Linked DNA regions of Sparus aurata: region 2 is linked to region 1. Evidence: chromatin contacts called from public Hi-C data. All regions are on one chromosome and are shown on one strand. Each heading gives the region's core, a stretch centred on a gene start, on an enhancer-like site or on the middle of the called end of the contact. The rest is flanking DNA. Distances are from core to core; before and after follow the strand shown. Region 1 holds the start of hsd17b8 (hydroxysteroid (17-beta) dehydrogenase 8). Region 2 holds the start of daxx (death-domain associated protein).

Region 1 (4,602 bases), core at 528-3,027:
CTCCTCCTGGTGGGGACAAAAAGCATGAAGTCTCACCTGAGCAGGACTGCATTAACATCATGAGTGTTAGTTTCAAAGGGAAATCTATACTGCGTGTACTGCACTGTATACTGTTATTAAGTGAATGGACCTTTTGCATCCCAAAGAGAACAAGCTTCCAATGTTTAATGTAGAGACTAATGAGACTTTATCACCTAAATTAGAGATGAAATTACCACAATGAATGAATCAGCTGGTCAACTGTAACAATGAACAAGATGTTCTCAGAGGAAAACAAGGTGCCAGAACACTGTTAGCCAGACAGGTGGCAGAGTCCGCCACATATCAACAAAGAGAAATAGTATGAAAGTGTTTTGTCAGTTTTTTATTCAGTCATGAAAACAAATACAGTTTCTTTATTTAGTTTGTTTGAGCATACAACTTTTTTTTTTTTTTTTTTTTTTTTTTTTTTTAATGAAAGGTTAGAATTTCTTCCCAAAACTACAGAATGCACCTTTGAGAAAAAGTTCTGAAGATTTGCGTCTCTCTATTTGAAATGACTGTAGAGTGAATATCTTTGGGTTTTGGACTTTTAATTGTCCACAACAAGACATTTGAAGATTTAAACTCAGGAACTCTTTACACTTTGTTTCACTGTGTTCACAAGAAACAGACAACATTTTTCATCCAAGATAAGTTTTACATTAATACTCCGCTCAGATTTATCAGAGCCAGGTGCTTCTATCTTTCAATGTCACAGATTAGGACTCTAAAACTAGTTATTAAAGTTGATAGAAAAACGTATCGTAGTTGACGAACTTCACCAAACGTCCGCAGAGTTGCTCAAGATCCAAAGTCCGTCGTACTCTGCTAGCTAACGTTAGCATGTTTAACACGGAGACTGAGACGTTGAAGAAACAACGTGGAAAGAGAAGCTGCATCCCGGACGTGTTTCCTTATTTATCTGATTATACACACTGAATAATAAATGGTTATAAACTTACCAGTGACCAGCGTCAACCTTGATATGAGCCGTGTGGCAGCCGCCATGATGGTTTGATTATTCCCGGTGTTGTTGTAGTTCTCTGTTTGTCCACCAGAGGGCGCCAGAAAACCAGGATTGGACATGATTTACAGTGGCTGTGAGCTAGATTAAAACCAATGGAAGTTACAACTATATTTATTAAACGAGTACTGTTTCATTAGCTCTATAATCTGGGTTTATATATCTGAAGATTAGCCCCAGTTTGTTGCATCTTGTTGTGTCTTTACATTTTGACTCGCATGAGAACTTGGGCTATGAGTTAACTAGCAAAAACCTAAACTATAAGTTAGCTTAGCGTCTGTAAAACGGTGGTCAATGATCGTGAGCATCACAACCCCCAAAAATGACTCGTTTCACTATCATAATTTAAGCCATTATGTCCAATAACATCTGGAAAGTCTAGAAGAGCCGCAAGACTACATTTTATTTTTCACCCTTCAAGCTAGCCGGGCGCTTAACCGCAAGTTAGCCGGCACCGTCGGTGATCGTAATCGCGTCATCACTTCGCGACGCGGAATTTAGCGGGCTTACCCGGGCATTACGTTTAGGACAAAACCGAGGAAAGCAGAGGTGAAAGAGACCCGTGTCTACTGCAGAGTGATCTTAGCGGCATGATACGAACGTGACAATAACTGCTGTAACATTCAGATTATCAGTTTAAGTTCCTGTCTAAGCACTGTAAATGTTTTATTTTGAAAGGATAACCGGAAAACGTACCGTGTAATTGTGTCTGCCTTGACGCTGTAGAAGTAGTTCTACCGTTTGGCCGCTAGAGGGCATAAAAACACCCGACTTATAATGTGATTAATTGTGAATGTCAAAATGATTAACTTGCAGGTTAATTGACAAACATTATAGCGTTTTCAAATGCCGGCAGGGTTGAGCTTACTTACCTCCTTACAGGACAAACTTGAAGTAACAGATATTATGCCTTGAATTCTGGGTTTAAATAGCCATGATTTCCCAGTTTGAGGCCTCTCATTTTATCATTACATCACTGTGTGAAGTTCAGCGCTGTGAAGGTAGCAGAGTAGTTTTACTGTTTGACCACTAGAATCATAACAGCTGTGACCAACCTAAATTACTGTCAGGAAGCCTCATCTGGCGTCTGTCATTTATAACAGTTTCATAGTGAAAGTGCTCACCGGAAGTAATGCAGTGTAACTGTCTCTACCTTGACACTGGCCGGGCGGTGTAGTTCGGCTGTTTGACCACAAAAGGGCAGAAACCCCCCGATTATAATTTATGTACATTGCCTTGTCAATGCTATTAAAACGGCAGATAAGAATTTAAATAATGAATGACTGTTATAACTATGAAAACGGCAGATTAATAACTAAACATTATAGCATTTTCTCATCTGTTTTCTAACTTCCCAGGATGGCTGTGTTGTGCATTTTTTTTTACTTCCTTACTGTACAAACGTACAGGAGTAGTAATTTAACTAGTAAGCAGGCTATCAATCAATATCCCAGAAAAAAATAAAGCTGGGCCTGAAATTGCAGGTGTTACTAGCTAGATTTACCCAGTTTGTTGGCTCTCATGTTATTATTACATTGTGACTCATGTGAAAGGTAAAACCTTGAGCTGGGATTAAGTTAGCTAACAAAAGCCAAATGAGAGGTTAGCTGTCTTGATGGAGTAAAGTGAGAAGAAATAACTTCCTGGCAGCTTTTCTTTATTTATCCATCTGTGAACTGTAACATTGTGTGATAAAATGTTGACATAAATCTCAAGTATTTCCATGGTAAAAGTTTTATTGTGAAGAGGCTCATCGAAAGGAAAAACAAAATTCCTTTGTAGACAGAAAAACATTTTGTGTGTGGAACAGAGTGAAAAAAATATTTTTTCAGAAGGAACAATTGTTTTTTCCTGAAAAAAATATTTTTCAACAGAGACAAATTTCCGCTTTCACTCAGAACTCAGAAAATGGATCGCCAAAAAACAAACAAACTTAGGCTATGATTTAAGGAGAAAAAGCTAAACCAATAGTTGTCTATCTTGTAGAATAATAAATACCTTTATGGCAGCTTTTCTGTAGTTATCTATTTGTCCATCTGTGTACTGTGACACGATGTATGATAAAATGTAATCATGAATGAAGTTTTATTGTGAAAGTGCTCACCGGAAGTGTCACAGTGTAATTGTGTCTGTCTTGACTATGGAGCTGAGAGCAGTTGCACCGTGTGACCACTAGAGGGCAGAAATCCTGTTTAACATGTAAATACAACATAAACCGTCAAAACTCTCATCACGGCAGCTTAATTAACAAACATTTTATTTTTTAGAGTTTTTATAGTATCCAACTTTCTATGAAGGCTGTGTTTTGCACTTATTTACTTAATAACACCCCTTCTTCATGGATTAGTAACTTGGGTGAACCAGTATTTGATCCTGGGAAAGTACCTGAAAGTCCCAAAGCACCGAACATCTCAGTGTATTATTAGAAAATGACATCACCAATGTGGTGCCCTGGTCTTTTTTTATATTCAGTTTTATGTTTTAAATATATTTTCATATTCTTATTTTTTTTTTTAATTATAATCAGGTATTATTTTATGTCTTCAGAAGAACTGTCTGTTCACTCTAATAACATTTAAACTGATTAATTGTTGCCTCACAGTTTGATATTTTAACTTTGTAAATAAAATAATTAAAAAAATATACTACATCCTGAGAATGGTAAACTTGGCTGCCTTATACCTCAACTAATTGATTTAACTGAATGATATATATGAGTCTACAGTCTAAGACATAATCAAAGTCTGTCATACAGCGCACATGATCTATCTACATCAACATGCACATTCCTATTCAAATATTTAATCATTACATTTAGAAGTGATATGAGTTTTTTATATATATAATTATAGATCATTTTCATATTGAAATGTGTAATTGTGACTCTTTTGTCATATATGCATTTTGGTTTTGATTTATAACTGTCTTCATTTTCCTTTTTAAGAAGAACTCAGTCCATTTATTCACATGGAGTCACACGAAGCAGAAATTTGGCAGTGATGCGTTTGTCACTAAACCCCAGTGACTGAACTCAACTTTCTGTATTTTTTCTGCAGCACAGGAGAGAACTCAATGTTTCTACTGAGCTCTATTGTGGATGCCAAGAACTGATCCTGTTGCTTAGTAACTTCTGAATTTGCTTCATCTGATGCTCAGTGTCTTGCAAGAAGATTTTATGGAAAGTGAGTACAGGCACTGAGGAAGTCCAACCAAGTTAAACTCCTGCTGTAATGGAACAAACCAAAGTGAATCAACGTGCATGACAATTTAATATTTTTTGTTGTTAGCGGACTTCCAAAAGTGGATTTTTTTTTTTTTTTTTTTACTGGAAATCATAATTACAAATGCCACAAAACACAACATGGGTCATATTTAGCTGAATAGACCGGCAGTAAGTGTCACCTTTTATATCACTTATCAATTTAAGGCAGTTTACATCAGAAATAAATGTCAGTCACTGCCAGTTCTGGATTTTTTAAGTTCATAACATATTTCCAAAAAGGAAAGAAACCAGAGAGAGAAATACAAAAAAAAAATATTTTCTTGTAAGTACTGGG
Region 2 (4,602 bases), core at 1,313-3,812, 220 kb after region 1:
CTTGGAGGCACACGACAGGCCAGCGTGACCCTCAATGTCATAGGTAATGTGGAATAACTTCTAGCTATTTATCAAATTCTATTGACAACATTACTAATAGAAAGATGTTTTTTAAATGTGATTACACTTTATAATTTGAGCAAAACCCTTTCAAATTTTGCACCCTTAAAAGATACTGAACTTTGTTTTCCTGGGAATGTCTCTAGCTGCTTAGATATCCAGTTATGTAAACTCTTTGCAGAGATCATATCACTGACCCCTGCATTCAGCTACATGTGATACTTGAGCTGCTTACAATACATGACACCAGCAGTCACGAGCTCAGTACCATTGTTTCAAGTCACCATTTAAGATTGGGACATTTGCAGTAAAGTGACTGGTTCTCATTGAGCTAGATGTTTGTAATTGTATTCTATGGGACAGTAAAAATGGACTTAAAGGTTAAAATATTATTTTCATTAAACTGGACGATAGATATGCTCGTCAGATAAATGAGAATCAACCAATACTTGAATTCTGTCTTCTGTTTTTTCAGGATTCAGCGCTCCCTCCATCGAGGACTCGATGGCGATGGTCGGCGTGGCACTAGTGCTCTACGGTCTCATCAAGTTCGTCTCTTGGACCGTCACCAGCTCAGGTAGCAAATATTCCAGAAACATTGTAAACTGACAGTAATAATAATTATTTACTTTGCTGCACCAATTCAATAATTTGAAGATACAAGAAGACTTGGTGCTATCTTGATACAACAAAACTAAAACATACTGAAATAGATTTGGCATTATTGAATTAAAGTTAAAATAATACAGTATACAAGACAGCGTATGGGATGAATGTTGTTGATGCGGTAATATATTTTAATTTGATTTCTGTTAGTGACTTTTTGTCTTTTATGTTACTGTACATAGGCTCAGATGAGGCTGCTACAAAAGACAAGGTGAGGCCACTTTTTCAAACACTGATGCACAAAAAGTATAATTCTGATTGTCTTTACATAAGTGTGCTACTTGTATGTATGTTACAACCTTGGAGCTGCTCCTGGGTGTTTTCCATGTCTCCTCTGAATATTAACTTTCAACTTCTTCCACTTACAGAAAGACAAGTAAAGAAGATTGAAGTCAACTGCTGGAAGTGCGATACTGATCCAACAAACCTTTCTGTTTTGATATCTTGGATGGGGTTCAAAAGTGATTGTCCACCTATTCATCCAGAAAGCTTTGTCTTTTTTTAAAAACCTAAAGCGTTTTTGTTTTTTTCATAGATTGAGAGAAAAGCTTGCTTGGGATATTCAATGCTGTGTCAGTTGTTAATTTTTTTTTACTATTTTGCACTTACATAAATAATGTTTGGGGATAGATTTACTGTTGTGCTTGGGTACCAGTGATAATTTTCTGAAAAGGGTTTCTGCTCAGTCTAAACATGTGTGTTGTCATATTTCTTTAATCTCCTACTTTAAAGTGATATAGCTGTTATATCATATTGGCCTCCCACTGTTTAAATACTATTTCTTGTTACGTACACTGGAAAAGAGTCAGGAACTTGGAGGAAAGTTAAATTATGATATAAGGCAAACATTTTGTGTAAATAACCGAGGAAAGTAAAGTTAGAATCAGACTAAACTGTCCAAACCCACAAACAGAATTTTTGTAAATACAGAGATTATAATGTGTGTATATTGTGACTTTCTGTGTTAGATTTTTTTTTATAGTGGTATGACGCTCCAACAGCCTGGGCTAATGCAGAAATTAAATGTGAAGGAAATGGTACAAACAGGGCACAAAAATCTACTGAAGGTTAAATTCCAAATTTATATCAAGTTTAAAGATCACAAGTGAAGTCTGGATTTTAAGTGTAATAAACACATTTATTAAAACATGCTGCTCCCAGTCTCCTGTTTATCCATGGTTGTGTCTCTTCAAACATGCTGGTATGACACATTGTTTACACAAAACATGGAAATGCTGACGTGTATATTATGATAGCCAAATGTGGAAAAGTACAAAGAAATAAATATAAGCCCTTCATAATGACCTTCAGAATACTGCAAAGTTTGATTGGTAAAATACAAACTGACTATGCTGGTTTAAACATTTAAGTAAAATCTAATTTTTAAACCCAATAAATTGACATCAATGAGAACGTGCGACTTCCGTTGTCTTTTTCAGAATAAAAGTACGTTGCGCTTGAGCAGTTTTGTTTTTGAATTTTAAGACCTAGATTCCTTATAGATACAAATTAACAAAATGTTATTTAAAGCAGATGTGTTTTTACCCATCCACACACCAGATATTCGTGATGTATGAGATGAATTGATAAAACAAAATTGTTGTGAAAATGGTATGAAGTGCATGAAATCGGCGTTTGATACATTTGTTTATTTATGTAATTCATAGATTTCAATTTAATCTCTGAATTGTAAATTTCATCTGTAGAAAAACAACTTTAACATTGATTTTGAAGAAGAAGAAGAAGAAGAAGAAGAAGAAGAAGAAGAAGAAGCCGACAGCCAACAGACAACCAATAGCTAACGACATTACTAACCGTGCAACCACCTATGAACCAATCAGAGGCCTTGATGTTGATACGACTTGAGCGGGTACACTTTCGATCTCGACTCGACACCATAGCCAAGTTGACGAGCATTGTTTTGGTAAACAGAAAGTCTGCGGGATTAAAAACACGCGTTTCAAGTTTGTCGCGTTTGTCTAACAAGCGATGTAACATAAAAAACAGCATGTGGGCTTTTCTGCGGGCTCGTTGTTTTTGTACTTCGCTCACTTTCTAATCACAAAGCTAACTAGCTACATTCTGCCCAATGCTAATGTTCGCTAACTCGAGCACAGAATTGTAAATATGCGTCGCGGTGGATCGTTATCATCTTTTGTTGTCACGTCTCAAAGGCCATAAACAAGAGGTCGGTATGTGTGAATGTGTGGAATGTGTGACAGTTGAAAGTTTCCTGTTCATACGAGAGCTTTTGTGTCATTCCCATGTGTCATGTAGCTTACTGTGTTAACAAGCTAAGATCACATCTGTTCGGCTTCAGTTAAAGTGTTCGGAAGCGGCCGTTGCTGCCTGACTGTTCATTTTATTTCTCAATCCATGAATATAAGGCTCATGTTTAATGGCAGCTTTGCTTGCACATGAATGAAGGCTCGATGTTAGAGCACCATGGCAAAATTCGCGAATAAATAGCCATGTTTCTGTGTGGTGACGCGCACTATGGTTAAATATGAGAAGGTGTTTAATGTTATTGTTTAATTTGAGCTTAAACTTGTAACTTATCATTTGATTGTGTGAAAAACGGAACAGTATCATGAGTGACAGAGTCGGGGCCAGTCTGAACGGAAATTTACACAAACCTACTATGCATTTGTTTTTATGAAAACAAGGGAACATTATGAATGTCACCTTTGATTATTCCTAATCGTTGTACTATAAAATTACTTATCACACAACTGAAGTCAGGGTTGTCCTAATCAGGATTCCATATAACCTTTCAACAAACCTCTCAACGTAACATGTTTGTTAAAATTCATTTTATTTTGTATTGTGGAAACCTTTCATATTGAAATTACATTTGGTGACGTCAGACTTTATTGAACATGATGTGTCATATCACGTGAGAGTTATTTTTGTTATGCAAGTCTTCTGTCCCTGTTTGCTGCTCCGATCACTGGTACTGTAATAGTGCAAAAACATGTGCTTCAAAAGACAAGCAGCTGCTGGTTTCAACAGGTTTCACAAACAAAAGCAGGCTCGCTAATAGTTATTCTAACTATATTACTGTTGGTAATGAACATTTCACACCACGTTCTACCCTGTTTTGCCTGTTGACCTTCCTTAAAGTGGAAACAAAATATCGTCACTCCTCACGTTCCACCAGAACAGTGTAAATTTCATTATGAAGTTGTCCTGATCAGTATTCTTACTTTCTGTGTTTTCTGAAAGCAGAATTACCAACATTTTGGATGGCGGTGGCTCCCGCCTCGATGGCAGATAAGATCATAGTCCTTGATGATGATGATGAAGAGGAGAGTCCTCAGCCCTCCTGTTCCGCCTCCAAGTCGTCCTCTCAGCAGCGAGCAAAATATGTGTCGCCGCTCAAAGCTCAGCAGCCTGTCCCGACCCACATTACCCAGTCACCTTTCGCCTCAGCGAAGAAAAACGCACATGTTCTTCAGGCAGAGAATCAGAGGTTGTTCGCTGAGGTGAGTTTACACATATGTTTTAATATCTGTTCTAACTGTTTTGCTGTCGTAATTATAACTACATTGACAGTACACTGGCTGTAGACTGGAAAAACTTGATAACAATATGTTGTTGCTATTATTTTCTTCTTCCTTCCTCGCTCTGTGCCCTTCCTCGGTCACCTTGCCTTCTCTTCCTTCCTGTTTTCTTTTTTCCATCTTTACAGTTTGTGGAGCACTGCTCAGCTCTCACCCAGGACTGCCCCGAGGTCTTGACCTTCCTCCAAACGAAGCACTCCAAGGCCTCCCCTGAGTATCTGTCATCCGTGGAGTTCAGGAACACCTTGGGACACTGTTTGACTCGTGCCCAGGCAAACCGTTCCAAAACCTTTGTCTACATCAATGAACTGTG

Evidence for each region. A called contact is a pair of places that touch in the nucleus more often than the background predicts.
Region 2: a contact with region 1 is called in a Hi-C map of an unstated tissue, with 8 times the contacts expected there. The contact joins the promoter of daxx here to the promoter of hsd17b8 in region 1. A contact is called at or near these places in 2 of 2 Hi-C or Micro-C datasets (skeletal muscle and an unstated tissue).

What each region holds. Positions count from the first base shown.
Region 1 is chr3:5,638,683-5,643,284 of fSpaAur1.1, forward strand. It overlaps hsd17b8 (hydroxysteroid (17-beta) dehydrogenase 8), which reads right to left and starts at 1,778. Exons shown (of 9, transcript XM_030412450.1): 1 at 984-1,778; 2 at 1-6. The coding sequence starts at 1,107.
Region 2 is chr3:5,858,485-5,863,086 of fSpaAur1.1, forward strand. daxx (death-domain associated protein) reads left to right here and starts at 2,563. Exons shown (of 11, transcript XM_030412849.1): 1 at 2,563-2,914; 2 at 3,955-4,211; 3 at 4,418-4,602. The coding sequence starts at 3,972. It overlaps tapbp.1 (TAP binding protein (tapasin), tandem duplicate 1), which reads left to right. Exons shown (of 8, transcript XM_030409565.1): 5 at 1-43; 6 at 536-637; 7 at 909-937; 8 at 1,095-1,875. The coding sequence ends at 1,106.